2 separate regions of the Dromaius novaehollandiae genome follow, and region 2 is linked to region 1. The links are chromatin contacts, called in public Hi-C maps. All regions are on one chromosome and are shown on one strand. Each heading gives the region's core, a stretch centred on a gene start, on an enhancer-like site or on the middle of the called end of the contact. The rest is flanking DNA. Distances are from core to core; before and after follow the strand shown. Region 1 holds the start of ABTB2 (ankyrin repeat and BTB domain containing 2). Region 2 overlaps ABTB2 (ankyrin repeat and BTB domain containing 2).

Evidence for each region. Hi-C and Micro-C count contacts between places; a contact is called where the count stands out from the background.
Region 2: a contact with region 1 is called in a Hi-C map of liver, with 7 times the contacts expected there. The contact joins the enhancer-like site here to the promoter of ABTB2 in region 1. A contact is called at or near these places in 2 of 4 Hi-C or Micro-C datasets (brain and liver).

The regions. Positions count from the first base shown.
Region 1 is chr5:51,323,948-51,331,442 of bDroNov1.hap1, forward strand. It overlaps ABTB2 (ankyrin repeat and BTB domain containing 2), which reads left to right and starts at 4,428. Exons shown (of 17, transcript XM_026099973.2): 1 at 4,428-5,697. The coding sequence starts at 4,833.
Region 2 is chr5:51,451,915-51,459,409 of bDroNov1.hap1, forward strand. ABTB2 (ankyrin repeat and BTB domain containing 2) reads left to right here. Exons shown (of 17, transcript XM_026099973.2): 5 at 168-333; 6 at 2,305-2,394; 7 at 2,903-3,004; 8 at 5,296-5,392; 9 at 6,748-6,883. Among named protein-coding and RNA genes, the nearest start is that of NAT10, 48 kb to the right of the region's middle. Within about 2 kb of position 4,662, at least 1 of the 2 cell types and tissues checked has open chromatin away from gene starts, as enhancers often do.

The DNA of each region.
Region 1 (7,495 bases), core at 3,178-5,677:
TGTATTTTAATAGGTTTGATGCTGTCAGCCTAGTTGCTACCTGTGTATCAGAGAACTATGGTGCTTTTTAACTCTCATGCATTTCTGATTTGGAGTCTTAAAACCAAAATCTGCAGTGTATCAGATCTAGAGTAACATTTGTATCTTAGGTCTTTACAGTGGGGGTTCTACATTGCCATATATCTGTTTATTTTGGTTTTCCGCTGTTACTTTACTGATTATGCCTATGTTCCTGAGTGTTTTCTGGTACTTGTCCTTTCTTAAAAGCTTAACTTTAGAGAGAAATGTTTATGAGAAAATCCTGTCTACATACAAAAAGTTAAATCCTAATGTATGAAAATGATATGTGATACCTACTGGTTAAAGTTGAAACATATACAAAAAGAGCCCAATATTTATCATGTTTTACAAATCAAGGAATGTTAAATTGTTCTCATCTGTGTTTTGAAGTCTGACTTGTGATTTTTGTTGTTTGGCTTGCTCAATTTGCGTGAGCCAGTATGGGAACTGCTTTCTGGAAACATCCTGTAGTTTCCCTAGCACAGTCTACAGATTAGTTACAAATACATGTCTCTGGTTTGGAAGTGAACTACTCTCTTCTCCCTCCTATAAAGAAAACAAATGTGATTGCTCCCTTCTACTCCCCATGGCTTTTTTAGCTGTTCTTGGAAATCTATTACAAGGTCATCTAATCCTAGTTCTTTGACATAAATGGTGAAATAACACTGGAGAACAGGAAACCTTGGAACATATGATGAACTTGTCCTGTTGTGGATAAGAGATGTAGTAACAAAAGAGCGTGCACTTGAAAGTAAGAAGTGTTAGCAGAGAATTCTTATTTCGTTCTCCCTTTTTGCAGAAAGTATTGTTTTTTATTGTGCTAGGCATCTTGAAGCTTTAAGTTTAAATATTCAGTAAGGAATACTTCTTCCTTTCTTGGGCAGCTTGTGTTCTGCTGTTTGTCTGCCTTTGGAAAAGGTTGGTAATACTTCTGCAGTGGAGGGAGAGAAGGATTTATCAGCCAAATTATTATTGTGTAAGGAAATACTACATGTGAAATTTCAGAACTGGAAAGTAGGGTAGTTCCTAACATTGAGAAAATGCTGTGGGAGGGGAGTAAGAAAGCAGACACTGCTATTAAGTTAGATGATTTTTGTATTGTTAAAGTACTTAGACTAGGAATAATAACCTGTGCAGGAGTATTGTAGAAGTGGGATAAGGGAAAGAGTAGAAGTGACTTGTGTAAATAAGTCAAGTACTTGCATAGCTGCGTTTTTCCTGAATAATGTTGAGTTAGCACTGGCCAGCTATGTAGCTCTTCTCAGTGGCAATTTATGCTAATATTTATGATAGAAATAAGACTTAAGAGGTAGACAGGGCAGGCTGGATTCTAGAGAAAGCATCTGCAAAGGGGCAGCACAGAACAAAGAACAAAGCCTTTTTAGTGAGAAAGAGATGACAGCTTGGTCTTGCTGACTGCTTCTCATTCATACAGCATTCAATGCGAAGACAAGAATAGAGAAAGAGGCCTCTGTGTATGATTCCAAAGGTATGGATAGGGAATTTAAAAAGTACCCTGTTTTGAGGAGGCAGTGGAGAAATGCAGAGGGATGTAATACAGCTGTATGATGTGGAAAATCCATATGACAAGTTTAGCAGCAGTGATCTGAATAGGCATAAACAGCATATGGGAATCTAGCAGAAGTTGGGGGTAAAAAATTCTGCAGTAGTTCATGGTACATAAGATATGGGATTAAGTACAGAGCTAAGAGTGGAAAGATCATCTTCTAGAAAAAGTGTATTGCTTGAATGCACTGATTGTGTGAGACTTGCAACTGTGTTCTTTGACTCAATTATGACTTGTCTTGCATTCAGGTACCTATTACCATGTTGTCTTTACTGGGCTTGAACTTGTTTAAAAAATAGTGTTCAAGACTGAAAAATACAACAAAACAGCAGAAACGGCATTGATCTGTAAAATAACACCGGAGGATTAGAACCATTTAGTAAATACTTGTTCTCTACTGTCAGTTCAGATACAAATAATGGGCTGAAGCGTTAAGATTCTTAAATGAATTGAAGTCTCATCAAGGAGAGAATGCCTGGTTCTGTTGGACAATTCGTGTTTCATGTTCATGCTTTCACGGGAAGAAGCTATGAAAAAGCAAAGAGCTGTATTATAGTTGGGTTAGATCTAGGAAAGATAAAAGATGTAATGTGGAAAAAGCAATTTGGAGAGTTAACTAGTGGGAGGCTGAACAAAGTAGTTAGCAGGGTGCGCTACTAGTATAAATGGGAGCTGCTCATGCCTGTGAGCACAAGGAGAAAAACTGAGTGCAAAAAGGGCAAACTACAGAAGCTATGATTTTTTCAAATGCTCTCAAATATTGCATTCATACAGCTGCTCTGTTTTTCATTGATACTAAGCACCATGTATAGTACAGTAAAAAGAAATACGAAACAAGATCCCATCAGAGTAAGACATTATACTTTTGAACTAGAAAATTTCTGCAGTTTTTTTATTTAAAAATTGAAGATCAATGAATTGCCTATAGCATGCATATAGATGGTCAACAGCGATATCTGTTCAAAATATTTGTTAGGTAATGCCTTTCTAGAAATGGTGTATGCTTTAGGTCAAATTGCTTTAAGTGTATGTAAACACACTTTTGCTTCTTCCATTGCAAATTCCCATTAATAGGAAAATACCACAAACACTGTGAGAATAGATTGCTGCTCCATGAATGTGACTGTAAAATGCTTATCTTGGAGTTCTAAATTTTAAATACACTTTCCAGGCACCTTTTAACCATCAGATGCTTTGACTTCTTTGGGAAGCTCATTGTTGCCACATAAGTGGTCTAAACTTGTAAGTGAAAGCTTTTGGTCTGATGCTACCAAAGACAACAGGAAAAGATACTAGTGTGCTTGGTATCTTTGACTGGAGTATATTTAGTTGGAGAATGAAGAAAGTGCATTTACTGTGCATGAGCACAAGACAGAACAGGCTGTCATAACCAAAGGGTGGTAAAGGATGCCGCCTATGGACGGCAGAGAGAACTGCCGCTTTCGTGCGAGTCATCGCAGTAGTGGTTTGAGTGAACGAGTGCCCAAGCTGATGACTGAAGTTTCCTTCGGGGGCTTTAAATATTAAACCTAATTTTAGAGAAAGAGAATGAGCACAGAAATCATAGGTATCTTACAAAGCAGGAGTAAAAGACTGTGTTTGTAAATAAGAGTACTGGAAACATTTCTGTGTTGTTGAACAAAAATAAACCTGAAATCAATGCTTTAACTATGCTAAATGATGAATATTTGCAGTCACTGCAGCTTGCTAAACAGAGACTTGTGAAAAGAGACCGAGCATTAACAAAATGGATTCTGACTACCTTCGCTCTCTGTGGCAGTCCTTGGTCCTCTGCTGCTAATGTCCTTTAGGGCTCTGCAGTCTGCAAAACGATACCTGTTTGTCTTGAGGCTTTTATGGTTTGATGGTCATAAATAGCAGGGGTCTTGTTAGTGCTCTTTGGCGTGCTTACGTCTTGCCAAAAGATGTTTAAAAACAAACAAACAAACAAAAGGACCCGTGTTATCTAACGCGACTTGCGAGAACTCGATGACCCAAGGGGGCCGCGGGGCTTCTGCCGCCGCCCGTTCGCCTCCCGCGGGGCCGCTCCCGGGGCTGCCCGCACCGCTCCGCTCCGCTCCGCGCAGCCTGCGCGCCGGCAGGCGGAGCCCTCGGCCCGCGCAGCCCGCCCCCAGCCGCCGCTGCGGGAAGGACCATTGCCCGGGGCGGAGGGCGGCGGGGAAGAGCCGAGCCAGACACCTCCGCTTCACATCCAGCTCACGGTTCAAGGTCAGGGCTGTGTAAACCGCCTCACAAAGGCGCCTTTCAGGACTCGGCACGCCGGCTGCGTGGCCGCCTGCACAATCCCCCATTCATGCAGTGACCCGCGGCCGGCCGCTCGCTCCCTCCCTGCCTCCCTCCCTCCGCGGCCTGCGGGACTCGCCGGTGCGGAGCGCCCGGGAGAGCCGGCATTCCCGCTCCGCCGCCGAGCAGGGGAGCTAAAAGGAAAGCGGGGGAAAACTCCAGCCCGCTGCCGAAGGGCTGCCGAAAGCGGAGAGGGCGTGGACGGAAGGAGAAGGCACAAAGGCATCTTTATTTCCCACCGTTGGTGCTGGTGTCCCACGCCCGGCCGGGGCTGCAGTCTGCAAGAAAAGCGCCCGCTTTCGCGCAGCTTTGCACCCCGGTAGAGGCGCCGGTGTTCCCGGCCTGTCCTCGCGTCCCCTCTCGCCGCGCCGCGCCGCCCGCTGCCTCGGCGCCTCCCTCGCCTCTCCCTTCCCCGCGCCGCATTTGCATGTTCCCCGCCCAGCTCGGGTTTCACTGGCGGAGACGGTCCCCGTCGGAGCCGCCGATTGGTGCCGCTTCCCGCAGCTCATTTGCATGCCGCCGTGCCGGGGTGCCCGGCAGACCTGCGGCGGAGAAGTTGAGTCAAAGCTGCCGCAAGTGTCCCGCGGAGCCGCCCCGCCCGCCGCCGCCGCCCCGCGCCCGCCGAGGCCCGGCGACCGCCGCGGCAGCGAGCGCCGGCGGCGCCCCCGGGGCTGTCTGACACCGGCCGCCAGCCCGGCGGTCTCTGCCGAGGCAGAAGATGGCTGAGCGCCGCCTTCCCGCGGGATGGAGGTAGCCGGTGTGCGGGCGGAGCCGGGCTGCGCTGCGCTTCCCCTCGGCGCGCTGTAAATCCTGCCGCGCCGCTTGCGGGGCTGGCGCCTCGGGCTCGGCCGGCGCAGCCGCCCCTTTTGTGCCTTTTGCGGTTGGCTTCCCCGTCTTTCCTATGGCTGGGATATACAGCTCTACTCTGAAGACCCTGGAGGATTTAACTTTGGACTCTGGTTATGGGGCAGGGGATTCCTGCAGGTCCCTTAGTCTCTCTTCTTCCAAGTCCAACTCCCAAGCTTTTACCTCTTCTCAGCACAGAGGCAACTGGTGGTACTACTCGGGCTCCATGAACAGTAGGAATAACAGCTGGGATACAGTGAACACTGTTCTGCCGGAAGACCCAGAAGTTGCAGATATATTTTCCAAGTGTCCTAAGCTGCCGGATCTAGAGGAATACCCTTGGACTGATGAAGACATTGGAAAAATACTCAGAAAAGGGAAGGGAGATGGAAATACCAGAACCTTTACTCAGGAAGCTGTCAGGCGGCTCTCTCAGTTACTGAGGCGTGCCTTGATCCGGATCTCCAGGGAAGCTCAGCGTCTCAGCGTGATGCACTCCAAGTGTACCAGGTTTGAGGTTCAGAGTGCTATCAAGCTCATCCAGAGCTGGTCGTTGTCAGAAAGCTGTGTCTTGGCGACTGTCAAGGCGCTTTCTCTGTACAGCATGAGTGCTGGAGATGGGCTGAGGAAGGGTAAATCAGCTAGATGTGGCCTCACCTTTTCAGTGGGCAGGTTTTTCAGGTGGATGGTGGACACTAGGATCTCAGTTAGGATCCATGAATATGCAGCCATCTCTTTAACTTCTTGCATGGAAAACCTTGTAGAAGAGATTAAAGCCAGGGTTTTGACAAGTCAGAGCCCTGATGTTGGAGGAGGGGAGATCTCAGCTGAAATCCTGGAGATGGTTATCAACAATGATGCTGAACTTTGGGGAGTGTTGCAACCTTACGAACATCTCATTTGTGGGAAAAATGCTAATGGTAAGATCCAACTTTCATGATCGCTAGTCTTTGTACCAACGGGCTTTACCCGTAAAATAAGTAATTTCTATGGATCTGGGGGGAAGGGGGTTGTTTGTTTGGTTTTTTTTTTTTTCCATCTGAATTGCATCTTGGTAGTGGTTTGTGTGTGCGACATAGTTTTACCAGGCAGGATTGACACCGCTTTATTCTTAACACGTACCAGTTTATAGAAGGTGCAGAGGTGGTGGGAAACCAAGCCCTGTTGTTTTAACAAATGTCTCTTCAAAATTTCAACCAGCTGCTGTTTTGAGCATTTTTGCTATAATTGGCATGTATGCACGCTTTTCTGTACCCATGATATGAAACATGCATTAACAAGCCATTCTTCGGAAAATATCGCTATTCTTTTTAAACAAAACCTACTTCACTCTACCACCAATGTATAGTAGAATATAGTGAGAATTTTGCAGAGTTTCGTCTTAAAGATGCTATTCCCACATACAGCCTGGAGAGGGAAAACAACTTGATTTTTTTTTTTTTTCATTGCAGTAATAAAGTTCAGTTCCTGAGCAAAACGTCCTTCTAGCTTAGTACAAGGCTGTGCTGTACTATGCTCATGTAGTAAACATGAATTCATGTCTGGCTTGCCAAATGAAGTATGTGGGATGGTACCTCAATAACTTGACATTAAAATACTTAATCCTGGCACTTGATTCGAAAGCAGACTTTTTAAGCAGTTAAGTAAATAAGCAGATAAAGGAATGTTGGCATCTTTTTAGGAGATTGTGGAGCAATTTAAAAGACTTGTATCTTGACAGTTCTGTTAGGAAGCTGCACTGTTTATTTTTTGTTGTGTCACACTGAGGAGTACCACAATTTTCCGTGGAAAATTTAGAGAAGCGTTTAATTCAGAAAGCCGTTCTGTGTACCCCGTGCAGTTTCATGACTCTTACTGGCTTCATTGTTGTCAGATACTCCACAAAGAAAACCTTTTTGATTTAACTGTTTATAAAAGCAAGTGGCTTGGTCTCTTCAAAATGTAATCTCATAAAGAGGGACAAGCGAAGGAGCAGATTTTCTTTGAGGGGAAAAATGATACCTTAAGTGAATGTTACTAATGAAACACTTTGTCAGAAAAAGGCCGACTTATGCTGATCAGCTACATTACCTTCCTATTACCCCACCCCCAAGCAATAATGTAGCAATTCAGATTACCAGTGGATGGGTGCAGTAACTGCTCAACCTCACAATTTCTCTTTATCCGGTCAGCCTGGTGCATCCTAACTACTTAAGAGGATGGCTTCTATCACTGAGCGCTCAAACCCTCTCTTGTACACTTTATCTGCACCCTGTCTACTGACAATGTTACTAAATGTGTGTGAATTAAATGCAAAAAGCCCTTTGGGGTGTGCTTTTGGTGCTGGTATAAAACATAACTGTAAGTTTAAAAGTTGAACATAGACATTTGCTTTTTAAACTACAGGGTCTTTCATGCAAGATTGTAAAGGTATTGGGATGTCTTGCCTTGCCAAAACAGTTGTCGTAATCCTTCATATACCCAGGGAATATTTGTAGCTGAGTCCAAAAAGAGGACTCAGTTCCATCTTCTGTTCCTTATCTGTGGAAGCTGGAGTAAAATATCATGGTTCTGCAAAGGAAAAGATGCAGTTCAGGTGTTCATGATCTCCACTTAGTTTCTGCCACGCAGTTTGTGTGTAAAATGGAAAGGAAGAGTTAATCAGTCATGGTGCTGACCTTTTTTTTCTTTTTCTTCCCCCCCCCCCCCCCCCCCCCCCCCGATGAGAAATCTCTGTCT
Region 2 (7,495 bases), core at 3,412-5,911, 130 kb after region 1:
ACTTAAAACTTCTACCTCTAGTCTGGCTGATGTTAGCCAAATTTTCAGCAGTTATTACACTGTGGAGAAGGTATATGATGGATAAAACCACAAAATTTTATAAGCCTGATTTCTGTAGGTGATGAGACAAAAACAAAACAAAACTATAGAAATTTTGTCATTCACAGGCCTGAATGCTGCTTTAGTTCCTTCCGGAGGCTGGATGCCAAGGCTGCTACTGAAAAATTCCAGCAGGATCTGGGTTTCCGAATGTTAAATTGTGGAAGGACAGATCTGATCAACCAAGCAATAGATGCACTGGGACCTGATGGGGTTAATACCATGGATGATCAGGTATGCCACATAACCGAAGAAAAACATTCTTTGCATGAACAAATTATGTGTTCCCTTCAGTGGAGCAGATCAATGCATGAGGTCTTAGGTGTTACATCTCTAAGGCCTTTCTAATTCTAGCTTGTGTTTTACTCTGAAAATGTATCCCTTAAAAAGAAAGAAAGAAAGAAAGAAAGAAACAAGAAGTTAAAGCCTAGAGTGAACTGTTTCTTTATCAGCTGGAATGTAGGTCTGTTCTTTGGATGGCATGTTTCAGACACTGAGGGAAGACAGGTTAATATGCTGAGTGTGAATGGAAAGTCTGATGTTGTCTTAATGCTAGGACAGTGTCAAAGCTAAGCTTCCAAGTGCTTTTTGGCAGCGATGCTCTTTTCTGGTTCATCAGCTGAAATCCAGTCCAGGTCGGTGATGAGTGACCAAAAGGTGTTACTGTCTGATGGCTTTCAGGCAGTCTGTATGAAGTGAATTATAAATGCTCAGTACAGTTTGAAGTATAAGACATAGACACAGAAAACCTCTATAGCATTGGTATCACTTGGTAGCTTTGCTGAAAGTCCGTCATGCTGAGGTAGCTGTATTTTCATTTTTAGAGTGTTCCCTGCTCAACTACATTGTAACATTGGGACTGGGTAGTTGTGGAGTCTTTAGCTGCTTCCAGTTGTGCTGTCAGTCCGTCAAGTAACAGCAGACTCTGTTCTCTGGGGCATCACTCACTGCATTGAATTAGCTTTTAATTAAAAAAAAAAAAAAAAAAAAAAACTCCCCCAATAAACACTCATTACAGCTGTCACAGCAATGAGAATGAGCTGTCATTTAGCTAACTCACCCTTTGTTTGGGGTGTTTTTTTCCAGATCTCTGAACTTGAAAAATCAAAATGAATCTTGAGCAAGCAGGGAATGCAAAAATGATAAAAGCCAAAAGAAAAGATAGGTCCGTACAAACCTTGTAGTTCTAAAACCCTGACCGTAGCGGTGAATGCAGGCTGGTGCCTGCAGACCCAAGTTTGGAATTTGCAATGAGGTTCACTTGTCTCTAACGAGGGTGCCTCCCCTAAGAAACGAGCACACCGTTGCCCAAGAAACAAACACCATTTTTTTCTCAATTTAAAAAGCTCCCCAGCTTTGCAAATGTCTAGAACTGCCTCAAATGCTGGAAGATGGGAATTTTTGCTGTTTTGAAGAGATGCCTTTGCAGATATATTGAAACTCCTCTCTGTGAAGTTTGCTTCTGTTATACAGTCCGGGTCTGTCTCTAAAGCTGAATTATTACCTAATGAGCAGTAAAGATGCTGCCTGTGGAAAATTTCAAACTCGCAAAATAATTTAGGCCAGGAAAAAGCCCTAAGAAGTGAGCAGGAATAGATTTTGCTAGGCCATTTCCTTTCTGGTCTTGGCCACTTCTGGAATGAGCTCTTTGTAAGTAAGGCTCATTTCTCTTGTAATTAATCTCTGAGCCTTCACGGTTTGCTGCTTAAGGGGATAGAGAGAGAATGAGAGCGAGGGAGAGAAAAGGAGAGATATTGATTTATGGGATAGAAATGCTGAAATATTGTAGCAAATAGCATTTTAGCAGTGGGGATTATATTAGCCAAATGAATTCATTGGCATACATTTGTGTTGTTTTCTGCTTTTTGGTCATCTGGCTACAAATGATCCAAGAAATGATTGCAGGGGAAGCCTCAGAATAGCTCCGAAGCAGTGACAGTACAGGGACTGGGCTTTGGAGTGATCCCTTTAAGAGTCTTGCAATCTTATCTCCTGGTTGTTTGGTCTGACACATGCCCCTTCCCCTTGTAGTCCATTGTGCCCGTTAGGCATAGAAACCAGCTGTTTTGTACATGTACATACGCTGTTCCTATGCATACACACACACACCCCTGCATGTAAAATTCAGATTCACTCTATCTGTGACAGATAGTTTTGGTGATGATTTGTATAGAAAGGTAACTGCCTCTTTTTTCCTTCCTGAAGGGCATGACCCCACTAATGTATGCCTGCGCTGCCGGAGATGAAGCCATGGTCCAAATGCTTATAGACGCTGGAGCAAATTTGGATATACTAGTGAGTAATGGAGGGCCCTCTCCTCTCAGTTATTCATCCTTGATCTGTAAAGTAACATGAGCAGTTATGAAATCTCTCCTACCAACTGAAGGCTTCATTTCTACACGCTTCTGTACCAGCCTCAGAGTAAGGCACTTCTTTTAGAAATCATTGCTTCAGGGATTTGTGAGATTTAAGAAAAAAAAAATACAAAACCAACCACTTTGAAAGCCTCTTGGAACACTCAGTGGCTCCAGTTACGATTGGCATTGGCGAGCCTAATAGGGCTGGAGGGGGTAAGAGGGCTTCCTTCCTGAAAGAGCTGCCGCTGCAAGAAACCAGTAGGCCCATTAAAAAGGCCCAGGGGACTGGCCAGAGTGACTAGTGCTGGCAGCGTTCTTTAAATGGTGTTAGTTACCATTCCCAGGGGTTGTCACTTACGAAGTGAAAAGCCAGATATGTAAAAGTCTAAAGGTAATAGGGGACAGATACTGCAATAGTTAATAACTAACTGCTTCCATTTCCCCAGGTTCCCAGCACCTCTCCACGGTATCCTTCAGTCCATCCTGACAGCCGGCACTGGACTGCTCTTACCCTTGCTGTATTACACGGGCATATATCTGTTGTTCAGGTAAGCAGAGGAAATGCACCAGTCAGGAGTCTTTAAAGCAACCACCGAAGGACTGAAGTGCAGCAGTGAGCTGCGTGTTGGGCAGGCACCCTCACTATCAGGCTGCTTAAGCACCGGTCAATCATGGGCTCCATGTGTACTTTTGTGGAAGCCTTCTAAAAATCAATGAAGAATCATTTGTTCTGAAAAGATGGAGAATGTAACTGATGCTTTTCCTCAAAGAATTGCAAATTGATTACCTAATATCTAGCAAGGCTTTGATAACAGAAGCTAGTATGTCGCCTTATTCTTTGTTTTCAGTGTTAGTTCAAGGGTTACCAGTTCCAGAACAAAGTAGCTCAGTCATTTCTGTGGTATTCGATGAACTGGTGCTTCATGGGGAGCAGCTACAAGTAGACTGCTTGATGAGGATGCGTTTTGTCAATGTTAGATATTAATTGGTTTATACTTTTATGTGTGCAAAAATTAGGTGCATGTCCATTTCTGCTCTGATGGCAGCACATGATTTGTAACTATCTCTATAATCCCTGAGAACTGCACACATGAGACTTAACAGACTGTCATGGCAGGAAAGCCTCTTGCACCCTCCCTGCGCTCCTTTCTAGGGAATTAATGCAGGAGGCAGCAGAGTAGGGTGGAATCCTGGAAATCCTCCCCTGGCTCCAGGAGGAATTCAAAACTAATCACTGCAGCTTTTCAATTGCTGGTGAATTTAATTTACCTTCTGCTCAAAAGGAAAAAAAGATGCAAGCAAATGGAGGTTGCATGCACTCATTTTTTGTTTGTGTACATTTGTAAATAATTACAAAGATTAGATTCTGGCCAATTGCCAGTGCAGTCTTTGGTGTTATAAAAGTTGGACAGCCTTAATTAACATGCGAGGTAAGAGTGTGATTCTCTCAGGAGATGTAGCCAAGTATATCAAAGCTTCTGGTGGGCCGCGTTACCCACAGTGTTTGTTTCTTTTATTTTGTTTGAAACTTCTGAAGCTTACATAAAAGTTTTTCATTCAGCGATCATTATTAAAGGGTAGATGTCTGCTTTTTCTGAAATTCGTGTATGAAATCACCTGTCCAGTTAAGGTCTACCACATGATAATTGCATGGCAAAGTCGGTATCTTGAGAGAGGAACAAACTAGCCAATGAACCGGTCGTCAATGCTCTACAGACAATTCACATTTTCATTACAAAACTATGTATGCTGTCTGTGCTAAGGCCAGTGTTGTAAGTAATTGGGGATGGCTGAGGCTGTTCAGTTGTGACAACGTTATGCAGTGCAGCCAGCTGGACTCCTGCCCTCGGTGGCAAGTCGCAGCGCAGGGCTCTGACAGACGCGTGGGCCGCCCTCGCTGCCAGCAGGAGGGGGGCAGCCCCTCGGGTCCGCGGCTGCGAGCGGTGCGCTGGGTGCCTGGACGCTGGCTGGCACTAAGCCAGCACTAGCTGGCCGTGAGAGGTCCCAGCGTCTTGTAACCTTCTCCCCTCACCTGGGAGAGGGTTGTTTCCCCTGTGAAACAAATGACATAGCTCAGTGCGTTCAGCGAAGCAGGCTCTGTGTGTGGCAAGTCCCTGAAGCTGCCGTGGCCTCCTTATCCAGGCTCGGCGGGGCCCAAGAGGTATGTTTGGCCTGCAGGGCTAATTCCCTGAAGGTGCCCCGTTTCCTGCGCACAGCATGAAACTAAATGAGATGGCCTTCCGGTGCTCGGGAGAGGCTCTGCCTGCAGAGCCCTTTGCAGTGGGGGAATTACATTAGCAAAACCGTGCTCATATGGGAGATTTTAAAATAAATAAATAAAATTAAAAAAAAAAAAAGAGATTGTTTCTGAGACTCCAGAATAAATTCACAGTAACAGTACAGTAAAGCAAAAGAAAATAAGAAATCTCTAAATCGACATTCATGCGGAGGCTTTAGGCATAGACTGAGGGAGGAATTACATTAGCAAAACCGTGCTCATATGGGAGATTTTAAAATAAATAAATAAAATTAAAAAAAAAGAGAGATTGTTTCTGAGACTCCGGAATAAATTCACAGTAACAGTACAGTAAAGCAAAAGAAAATAAGAAATCTCTAAATCGACATTCATGCGGAGGCTTTAGGCATAGACTGAGGGAGGAAATGTGAGAGAAATTTGCCTTGCAGTGGATATTTTGCTTTAGCCTTTGAGATGCCCCTTTGTGTGCATGCACTCTTCACCATAAATCAAATGGTTTTCCTTTATAAACACAGTCTCTTCTGTTATTTCTTTCTGAATTGCTCTTTTCTCAACTCCTGGTCTTTAATGCATCTTTTGCAGCTGCTCTTGGATGCTGGTGCCCATGTTGAGGGCTCTGCTGTTAACAGTGGAGAAGACAATTATGCTGAGACCCCACTTCAACTGGCTTCAGCAGCAGGTAAGTTAACTGTGGCTGTGGCACACACTGTCTCTTGTTACCACACAACAACCACAGCTGATTCACGCCCAGGTCAGGTAGCTAAAATGCATTAGGATTCATTTTGCACTGCACTCTAAGACCTTGTGGGATATAACAAAGATTTCAAATGGGAGCACTGTGAGCTGGATACTAATCACTCAGCTTTTTTTCATTTCTAAAACACTAGTAGGAACCCAGTGTGGGTTGGCAGTGACTAACAGCTTATCATCACATGGCAAAAGCTGATGGGCCACTAAACAAGTATCCACTTTTGCCACTAGTACCAACTCTCATCTCCTCCCAGCAGCCTCCACAGTAAAGCTGAGGACTAAAACACCTCCTGCTTTGCACAGGGCACTGTAAAGAAACTTAAAAGAACTACTGTCTAGTCTGGGCATGTCTTGGATCTAAATAACTTCCAGATGCAAAAATTAGCAACTTTAAATTCAGCCTGGGGAAAAAAATAACTGCTACATAAAGAAATTTGTTTTATTATTTATTAAATAAAAGTAAAATTCTGCACTACTTCTACCTAGGTGTCCTGAGAAGAGTTTAGCATTTTGCAAACAAGTCTGCACTAGCCTAAACTTACCCATTTTCTGACACTTTTCCTCTAACTGCTTTTACTTTTTTTTTTCTCTTTTCCTTCTGCTTCATTTTTGTGCCTTTGTGAAGACAAGTCTGTGGCCTGCTCTGCTCCAGGCTTTATTGGAGGGATACAAAATGGCCTCCTCCCTTCCCAGTGACAGATGCACATTGTGCTAGGTCTCTTGCCACCACTCCCCACCACATCTCATGAAAACAGTGGAAAGGAAGCCTGGCCGAATGCAGACCGCACTGCTACCTTGCCTGCAAGGTGGTTTCATGGAAGCTGTGGTCAGTGAGTGCAGCTTCCAGCAGCTCCCTTCCAGCCTTCTCTGTTAACCACATATACCAGCAAACGGACAGCTGAGAAAATGATATTACTTAAAGTAGTTGCATACATGTCTACTTACAGTTTAAGTTAAAATGTGATACACAAAAAATTACTTGAAGCCTAAAAAAAAATTGCATGTACAAAGATGCGTGTATGGGAAGTGCCAGACCAATTTAATTCTCTTTTCATTCTACCTTTAGCTAGTTGTCTGTTATTAGGTAATTTAGCTGCTTTGTGACTTGGTTATTCTCTCCCAGAGATGTTACAAGGACAAATGCATGCTTGCAGGATGCTTTGAAAGCCTTAGCTGGTTAGTGTAGAAGTTGCTGGTACAGTCTGCCTGTTAACAGTCCTATGCTATGCTTTCAAAGAGGTAATAAAAATGAAATCATTATGTTTCTGTCATTTTTTTCCCTAGGGAACTACGAGTTGGTCAGCTTATTACTAAGCAGGGGTGCTGATCCCCTCCTGAGTATGTTGGAAGTCAATGGTATGTCTTCATCACTTCATGAAGATATGAACTGCTTTAGTCACTCAGCTGCACACGGACACAGGTAAAGCTTTATTCACGTCCAGAAGAGATAGTTAGGCTAAGGCCACCACTGTAGATATTCCTATATGACCTTATAGTACAAGTCTTGCCCCAGTCCCTGGGTGTGCAGTTCAGAAGACAGGGGGTTAAAACTGTCCTGGTAGCAACAATTTTTTAATTCAGCATGTCTCAGCCTGTTCTGATTTTGATGTAGAAAGTGCCACATTTGAGCCTTTTTGGGGAAGTGAACCCTTCTTTAAACTGCTAGTTGCTTTCTGTTACATCCCTTCAAGAAAGTTTACATAGGCCTTTCCTTACTCAATAACTAGAACTTTGAAGAAAAAAATAGTTACATTTTAGTCAAAGGTACAAAATGCAACAGAAATGCCTTTGCTTTTTTTATTCTCTTATTTGCTGATCTAGCTCTGCAGCACTAAGCAATTTATTCTCTTATTTGCTGATCTAGCTCTGCAGCACTAAGCAAGAGTGAATGGGAGTTGGTTCTAGGCCATACATGAGCAAATTATTAATAAAGTTTCATCTATAGATAGATTTTGAAGACAGTAGTTCATGTTCTGAGACAGAATCAAATCACATTAAGGTGGCAAAAATAACCTGGAATGGAATTTGGTTG